Linked DNA regions of Mus musculus: region 2 is linked to region 1. The links are chromatin contacts, called in public HiChIP or PLAC-seq maps. All regions are on one chromosome and are shown on one strand. The core of a region is the stretch at or near the end of the contact, and the rest is flanking DNA. Distances in the headings are between cores, read along the strand shown. Region 1 overlaps Susd1 (sushi domain containing 1). Region 2 overlaps Ptbp3 (polypyrimidine tract binding protein 3).

Region 1 (4,539 bases), core at 914-3,413:
GGAACCTGGCTTTTCCTTCTTACTGTGGGAGAGGGGCTCTGAGGAATATCAGGCATTTCTTTCCATCCCTCAGCAGTACCCCACAAAGAACCGAGAGCTCTGGGGAGCCTGGGGTGAGGTGGGGCTCTTTTACTTCTTTGTGCTCCCAATGAGGAGAAGGGTGACAATTACAGCTGTCCTGGTCATTTAATTAAGCCATCAGCAGTAAGGAGAAAGCCAAGCAACTGATGGTACCCCAGTGGAACGAAGTGCCATAGGTGTGGCTTCCACTTAGTGATGGTGGGAACTCATTGTTGACTGGACAGGGTCTGGCCTGGAGACTCACTGAGGGAGAATTACCCAGCTACTGGGCATGCCCGGAAGCAACTGTCTTGATTGGGTCAACTGATATGACAAGCTCCACCTTAACTGCATACGGGGCCACTCCACGGGTGGGGTGCCTGCACTGCATAAAATGGAGTCAGAGACCTGAGGACCTCCGTGTGCAGTCGTCCCCCTCTGTGCCGGGCTGTTGGTGTGATGTTCACAGCGGCTTCAAGCCTCTGCTGCCTTGACTTCCCCACAATAATGGACGGCACCCTTCTACTGGAGCTAGAATAGAGCCTTTCTCCCTTACGTTGCTTTTTACCAGAGTGTTTTATCACTGCAACAGCAAAACACATTAATTACATGCTCTTAACGTACATTTGACTTAGGGGGAGGAGTCATTCACCATGTAAGTGTAGCAAAAATACAGAGGCGGTATAACACGTCATTAGGTAAGATTAAGTAATGCTTAGCATTTTACAGACGGAGCGGAGCGTGTCACACACAGACTGGTTTTCCACATGAATTAACCCTTCCAGTGCTATCACAAACGCACGGTGTAAGTATTACCAGTCCTGCATTCACAGCTAAGATAACTAAGGCGTCTGTCTACAGGATAAGTAACTTATTCACACACATCATATTTGAATTTAGACAGACTGGTTCCAGGGGAACGCTGCCAAACCACCTGAAATCAACCACGGGAATCCCAAAAGAAGAAAATTTACAGAAAAGGAAGTAATGTATGAAGTACAGAAGAGAAGGGGGATGGGTCCAGGTGGAAAGATTTGAACCAGTAGGACCCAGAGACGGAAACTCAGCACTTAGAACACAGATATCAGAGTTCTGCTCCATCCAAGGAAAACCATGGTCCCTCGAATCTGAATCTCTCTACATATTCTCCAAAATATTCTTCAGGTCAAATGGAGGAGCAAATAAAATAACATGAGAACAATGTTGCTGGGCTGGGAACACGGCTCAATGAGTGAAGTGTGTACTGGGCCAGCATCACCCTGAGGTCACGTCCCCAGAACCTGGGTAAAAGCCAGGAACAGTAGCTTTTATCTGTAATGCCAGGACTGGGAGGTGGATTCTGAAGGCGGGCTGCTCACTGACACTGGCTCTCATCCTTTTGGACCGCCCCAGGTACCCAAAACAGTGCGCTGTCTCAAAATACAAGGTGAAGAGCAGTGATCAAGACGTCCACACCAACCTGGTCTGTACACGGGCTAAACACGCTTCCTGCCACACACAGGTGCATACACCACACACACACACACACACACACACACACACACACACACACACAGAACACACAGACACACAGAGCTATCATCCTAACTGGAGAGCAGAGAGAACACAGCAATCTTAAAATCACCATTAAACAAACAAACAAACGAACAAACAAACAAAGTATCAAATTCCAGCCACTTTCTCTCAACTTCCTATGAGTGTTTGTGCAGAGAGCTGTGTAGCAGGCAGGGAGCTAGAGACCTTCAGAGAGAGAGAGAGAGAGAGAGAGAGGGAGAGAGAGAGAGAGAAATGCCATTTTCAGTGTGAAAACATGGGGACAGACCAGAGTGACCACAGCCTTGGCTACAGAGAAAAGATAGGTAGGACATATCAAGGCGTTGGGGAGCAGCTGCGGAAGTCACTGTTCCTGGCAAAGAAAAGGCAAAGAAGAAAGAAGCGCATACACTTGGGAGTGTCCTGGGAGTGTAAGTGTCGACAGGAAGAAACTTAGTGCAAGATCCCACGGAGCAGAAAACCCTAAACTAGAACAGAAGATTTCATGCTCAACCAAGTACAAAACAGAAAAGAAATGCTTCTTTACAGCAACTGCACTTCACCCCTTGACGGAAGAGGGCGCTCTGAACCCGGGAATCTCGTTAGCTACCGCGGCGGGCCGTGACTCCATAGACAACCGCAGAGTCCGCTCAAAAACAAGGTTCTATGAACAAAACCTTGCAGCTTAGGCACACTATCGTTTTGGAAATCCACAAATGAGGGGAGGGGAAAAAAACCACAATAAATAATCGTTTGAGGATAGGAAGAAAAATATCTCCAGTCAGAAAATTAACTAAGAACAGAAATGGGCATAAAGCAGAAAGGGACTGAAAGAGAAGTGTCTGAACTCAGAAAAAAAATGAAAGAGAAGGACAAACCGGTGTTAGAAATAAAGGCTGAATTTCTTGATGTCTATGAAAGAATAGATTTGAATAAAATTTAATAAAAATAGTAGAGAAAATGTAACAGTAAAATGAGATTTTTTTTTTTCAAGTCAGGGTCTGACTATATAGTCCTGGCTGGTCTGGAACTCACTATGTAGAGGCTAGCCTCGAACTCACAGACATCTGCCTGCCTCTGCCTCCAAGAGCTGGAATTAAAGGCCTATCCTAAAATGAGATCTATAAAAAAACAAAAGCACAAAAGGTTAAAACTGAAATATAGGCAAACGGTCCAACATATGCATAACCAGGGTGTACCAAGAGGGGGTACGTTGGAGACATAATATTTAAAAGTATAGTTCAAGATAATATTACAAAAATCAAAACACACTTGAATATAAATATTAAAAGGATATTCTAGGTACCTAAGAAGGCTGACTCAGAATAATCTCAAAACTTCTCCAAATACAATTACATTTTAAGGATAAAAGAAGAATTCTCATCCCATCCCCCCGCCCCTGCACGCCCCACTCAAGGAAGTAAACAGAAAGGACAGAGGGCTAAAGGAAGCACTTCTTGGTGAGATGAGAAGGTTAGAAATACACTTCTATAGCTTCATTCCCTGGAAAGAATGTCAGCTGTTGTTTCTTTAATGTTCCTGAATTCTTATCAAGCTTGTGCTACAAACATGCCTAACCCTGCTTAAGAGAAATAAGCATGGTCCTAAGCATCCATGGGAGGGGGTCTTCTGGTCCCTGATTAGAAGCAGCCTAAAGAAAGATATCGATGTTATCCAGATACTGCCAAAAAGAATGATTAAAAAAAAAAATCAAGCTGGGCGTGGTGGCGCACGCCTTTAGTCCCAGCACTTCGAAGGCAGAGGCAGGCGGATTTCTGAGTTCAAGGCCAGCCTGGTCTACAGAGTGAGTTCCAGGATAGCCAGGGCTACAGAGAAACCCTGTCTCAAAGAAGAAAAAAAATCTACCATGTTGAATTAAAGCTATGATTTTTATAATTGCTCTATAAACAGTGAGGTCATTTCTATTACCTAGATATATCCAGATATTTTTCAAATAGCTTAACTTAAAGAAACTATGGAGGTGAAAGGTTCAAAGTTGAGAGTTTTTGGTTATAGTATGAAAATGTTTCTTTGGATAAATTTAGTATCTGGTTACCATGAAAGATTTCAGGCTATCGGTATGCAACTACATTATTCAGAGACAAATTGAGGTCCATCACTGTCTGGGCAGATTCACATTGTTCTCCTGGCTCAGCTCTCCAGGGTCGAAGCTTCCCACTAGAGAGCTAAGCAGCAGCCACCAATCAGAAGCCGATGTTTCTCACCAGTGCCAAAGACCAGTCACCTGGGGACTTGGGTCTCAGGTACAGTCTCTGGTTCAAGCATGCACCAGATCTCAAGTTGAAAGAAGCAGTATTACTGCAATCATACCTAAAAGAGTGACTTAAGTCACTCGCTTAAGCCAGATCTACAGAGAGAGAGAGAGCAGCCATTTCTAATGTGTCTCTTCAGACTCAACCCATGTGCAGAGGCAATATATAAAAACAGCCCTACAAACTTCCTGTGAAGAGCTGTCCAATGATGGGACACCCTGGAATCAGAAATCCCCACGTCATGTCGAGGGCAGAACACACTTGTGAAAATACTGAAGTGGTAAAAATCTTACCCACAATGTCTCACCTCCCTTTCTGACAGGTCTGCTAAACAGATCGCAGAATTCCAATGTTGAAATAAATGAACTCTAAGGATATAACTAAGCCCTGTGAATTGCTTTCCTAATGTAGATACCTGGGATGATACGGATATTTGTATTCAAGCCCCCAGTGTTCAACATCACAAAGGTCATTTCCCTTGCTAAAGTGGGCGAAGGGTGGTGGTCACTTCCTTGCCATAGTCCACAAAAGCAAAGACAATTCACCGCTCATTCAGCCTCAAGGAACAGTAAATACCAGACCCGATGGACAGGAAGCTCCATTCCTTGGGTCACATTTCCTGTTGCACAGAGTTCGTGTGTCACGGGTTACTGAGCAAACACGTTGCAGTATG
Region 2 (4,539 bases), core at 1,059-3,558, 160 kb after region 1:
GTTAAACAACATTGCTTATATGTTTGTAATGCCAACATAAAAAACTATGAGGGACAGGCTCAAGGTTGTCTCTCTTGCTAAAAGGTAGCCATCACCTTTACAATCTGAGATGAAAGATAGAAGTCCTCCAAGCAGTAGGAGAAAAGGCAAACAGTATACAGAGATGACCCATAGGTCCCATAAATCACTTGTACTAGTCAAGGCCACCTGTACCTAAAAGGAAGACTTTAAAAGTAGCTGTTTAGTCTGAGTAACAGTGGGCTGATATAAAAATCAGTTCTAGCCGGGCGTGGTGGCACACACCTTTAATCCCAGCACTCGGGAGGCAGAGGCAGGCAGATTTCTGAGTTTGAGGCCAGCCTGGTCTACAAAGTGAGTGCCAGGACAGCCAGGGGTACACAGAGAAACCCTGTCTCGAAAAACAAAACAAAACAAAACAAATCAGTTCTTTAGTAAACAAACAGAATAGTATCAGTTTCTGACATTCGTTTGTACAACTATATTTAAAAGGATAATGAATGAGTTATGAAGTGTTGAAATGTTTTCAGTTATCACAGGACATTAAAAGAAAAAAAAATTAAACTGCAGATCCATGTTCAAGTTCCCAGATATAAAATACATTGCCCTGTGCATGAGGATGCGTGAGCACATACACTAGTGAAAGCAGCATATTATAATAACAAATTAATGTAAGCTGAGTCAAAATATCTTCAAGTCTATATTTAGGTAAAGCTCATAGGAAGGAATATTCTTTATTTTAGAACTAAGCTTCGTAATTTAAAGCTCTTACAAAATATGTACCTACAAGAAAGAAAGGATTTTTATTACATTTTATGTATTGATTTTTTTGTAGATATGTGTGTGTCACAGCAGATGTGTGGAAGTCAAGGACAGCAGGAGTCAGTTCTCTCCTTCTACCACACAGGAACTGCCTGGGATCACACTCAGGCCATGAGGCTTGGCAGCAGGGCCTTTACCTCCTGAGCACCTCAAGTAGCTCATCAAACATGGGATTTTAAAATAACACTAACAATAGCTTAAGAGAATAACCATAGATCCCACATCGCCTGGGAGTGTCATAGCTTGGCACCAGTATTCCAGTATCCTTATGCAACATAAAATATTCATTTTAAATATATCTATATTATTATTTATTGTAACAAAATAAGCAAGAATGGGATTTGGTAGATCTAATTCTTTAGTGTTTCTGCTATAGTCGCATCCTCTTAGAACAGTTAAATCTGAAAGTTAGTCAATGAGAGACTGACGCTCTTTATAAAATATCTCATGGACAACATACAGAGCTTTTGATTTAAAAGCAGCGGGTAGAGTAGGATATGAATAAGTAGGATTAGTTTTTTTCTAGCAGCTTTCAATCTTTTTACCTATTATTGCCTAGGCTCGTGCGCTCTCCCCTCCCTCAACCCCCCCCCACATTCACATACACACTTTTTTTTTCCTTTCCACTTTCTAAAATTGTAGCCAAAGATGATCCTGAAGTTCTGATTCTCCTGCCTCCACTTCCCCAGGCTAGGACTACAGGAACGCACCATCATGTTGGACCACTTGGTGGCTAGGCCAACAGCTGAAAATGTGGGTGTCATTGGCAAGGCATATGTGAAATACAACCTTATCACTATTCTGTTTAAAAGCTTGCAATAAATCAACTCACAATTTTCCTTAATTAATTTCACATGCAGTTTTTCCTGTATATTCCATAGAAAGTCAGCAACTCTATTAGCAGACTATATATAACAGCATTCTGGAGGCAGAGGGGGAAATACCACAAATTCCGACAACCCTGGGTTTGGATTATTACAAAGTTATTTTTTTAAAGGTTTCTTTGGTTCTAGAGATACAACTTCATCTTAATACATGTGAGGTCTTGGGTCCAATTCCCAGCATGATGAAAGAAAAATTAGTTCCTCATTACCAAGTGGAAATCATAAGGAAATTCAAGGTACTAGTAACACACACACCCCCTCCAGGACATAGTGCTCTGGGAATCTAGGACAATTTAAAAGAAACATTAAGAGATGAATGAGTCAAACAAGTTTAGTTGGGTAGGGTCTGTCTAGAATTCTCAACAATTATATTAGATCCCTAGCAACACCCCTTAGGTCTGTGTCTCTGATGCATGACCTAAGAGCTCTAAAAACAAAGGCAAACATCTCCCCCACACAGAAACTTCACAGGTAAGTCAGGCTGTTTGCATATTTTCAGTGCTTTCAAGTATTCTGAGTATGCTGGTTAGTCTTGATTGTCAACTTCAAGACACAGATAATGGACTCATCTGGGAGATAAACCCTTGGGTGTAGTCTAGGAAGGTTTTCCCAAGTCTTTACTGATGTGGGAAGCCCCACCCTGAGCATGGGCAGTATCGTTCCATGATCAAGACTTCCAGAACAAATAAAAAAGGAAAAGGTAATGAGTAGTAGAATTCATCTTTCTCTGCTTCCTGGCGTGCATGCGCATAGGCAACTACCCACACACGGCATCCTCAGAGCAGCCAGGAATTGATTTGGGTGATTTCCTCTATCACTCTTTACCTGGATTTCTGAGACAATGTCTCTCACTAAACCCAGAGCTAGAATAGCTGGCCAGCAAGTTCCAAGGATTCTCTTCTCCTCCCCTTGCACCCTAATCCTGGGTAACAGACACAGGCAATAAGCAGACAGGGCAGTCAAAGCCAGGCCCTCATGGCTGCATAGCAAGCACCACAACTGAACTACATGTATCTCCCCAGCTGCTTCTCCAGTGCTCTAAGGTGAGCTCAGCGGTACAAAGTTGGCTTTAGTCTCACCTCCCATATCACTGTTTACATGTTTATATTAAACAGTCTCTACCTACAATATCTTCCCAATTACTGTGGGGTAGATGGACAACATGGTGGACCCATTCCTAAATTTCTTCAACACTTTTTTCCTTAGCTGAATCTTTCCACTTCTCTTATTGAGTAAAATTCACAAATTTTTACTGTAAACAGTGGCACAAAAGAAGAATGAGAAAAAAAGCAGCTCCTAGAAAGGAAGCACAGGACAGGGTGTTCACACTTACCATACACACCTGCAGAAGTCGAGCTGTTCATGGTAGAAGGTCCGTTAATGACACCAGAAGACAGAAGCTCATCAGATCCCCGCTGAAAAGCAGAATGAGCACTCAATTAATAAAGCAAGTTTTAAAATAATGGTTTATAGTTACTATTAAATTTACCAAAAGTATTATTTATTTAAGTATAAAGATATTTAAGAAAATTAGGAGCAAACTGTGTAGTAAGGAAAAATATAGCAGATGCCTATCAATGTAGTTATTAAAAAAAAAAAGCAAAACACTTGGGACATAATTTTGCAAGTACCTCTAACAATTTTTATTGTTCAATGTTTGAAGTACTAAACTATATTTAGATGACTACATTCTGGCAGTTTTTATTTACATGCAAATAATTTAACATTCTAAGAATCTTGACTTTTAATACTCATTTCTAAAACTATAGATAGCTACAAGGACACAATTTTATCTATACTGGTCAAATTTTTTAAAATTATTAATTTCCATATCATTAACCCTAAAAACTATCTTTGGTGTATACTATTTCTTAAGCAAATATGCTTTTAGAAATTGATTTCTTTACGGTAAGAGAGAAGCGTTTGTCTCATGGTGCTGGGGATTTAACTAGGCTGGGCAAACATGACTCAGCTCCAGTCTTACACCTCGGCTTTTCTGAGATGAGAGTCTTAGTACATAGCCATGACTGAGTGGTAATCTATGTTCTTGCCTCAGCCTTCTGAGTACAGGGACTGCAGGATGAGCCACCAGACCTGTTCAAACAAGAGTTCTGTCCTACTTGAACATCTGAATACTCAATGCTAAAATGCATCAGATAAGCCTTTTCATTAAAAGCCTAATATAGATAACCAAGGTTATAAAAGGGTAATAAATATGAAATAAAAGGCAAAACCAATGTACTTCAAATCGATCAATTTTGTTCATCCTGGTGAATCAAAAAAATATAAGTATTTTGGTTCATTGGGTAATAAAACAATCTTCAAATAACTATATAAATTTTAGAATAACATAACAAATACTTTATTTTCATTCTAAACTTATGTGTTTTCTTGTGTAAATGTATGTTGTGGGGGCTGGGGAACCACAGAGGTCTGAAGGAGGTGTTGGATCCCCTGGAAACAGAGTTACAGGTTGTCGTGAGCTGCTCACTGTGGGTGCTAGGAATGAAACTTTGGTTTTCCTTAAAGATACTGAGGTAGCTCTCCAGCTCCTACTACAAACATTTTGGCTCCTGTGGAAGGACTAACTTCCAAAATGTCTGCATTACTACAAAAACAATTATTTAAACAAAAATGTTTTAAGCATCCAGAAATTACTACCCTCGGTTCTTTTACTTAAGTTTAACAAAACACCACTAAAAAATAAAGGAATTAACCAACCAGGATGAAAGAAAAATTTCAAATTCCAACTCGCCTAAAAGACCAGGATAGTTAAAGCACAGAAATTCCTAATTTCTGATATAAAAGTATTACT

Evidence for each region. HiChIP or PLAC-seq counts read pairs in DNA pulled down with a chosen protein or histone mark.
Region 2: an H3K27ac HiChIP or PLAC-seq map of extraembryonic endoderm stem cells shows a contact between it and region 1, with 4 times the contacts expected there. The contact joins two enhancer-like sites. A contact is called at or near these places in 1 of 15 datasets of contacts at CTCF or cohesin (CD8 T cells), 4 of 484 Hi-C or Micro-C datasets (CD4 T cells, bone marrow-derived macrophages and embryonic stem cells), 10 of 115 datasets of contacts at active chromatin or transcription factors (a beta-TC-6 cell line, bone marrow-derived dendritic cells, embryonic stem cells and 4 more) and 4 of 9 other capture datasets (adipose tissue, embryonic stem cells, liver and 1 more).

The regions. Positions count from the first base shown.
Region 1 is chr4:59,358,733-59,363,271 of GRCm38.p6, forward strand. The region is part of intron 10 of Susd1 (sushi domain containing 1); the gene reads right to left. Among named protein-coding and RNA genes, the nearest start is that of Susd1, 78 kb to the right of the region's middle. Within about 2 kb of position 2,164, at least 21 of the 459 cell types and tissues checked have an H3K27ac peak or open chromatin away from gene starts, as enhancers often do. A contact at or near this core is called in extraembryonic endoderm stem cells, where this site is marked.
Region 2 is chr4:59,521,338-59,525,876 of GRCm38.p6, forward strand. Ptbp3 (polypyrimidine tract binding protein 3) reads right to left here. Exons shown (of 14, transcript NM_178164.3): 2 at 3,058-3,139. The coding sequence starts at 3,088. Among named protein-coding and RNA genes, the nearest start is that of Ptbp3, 26 kb to the right of the region's middle. Within about 2 kb of position 2,309, at least 9 of the 459 cell types and tissues checked have an H3K27ac peak or open chromatin away from gene starts, as enhancers often do. A contact at or near this core is called in extraembryonic endoderm stem cells, where this site is marked.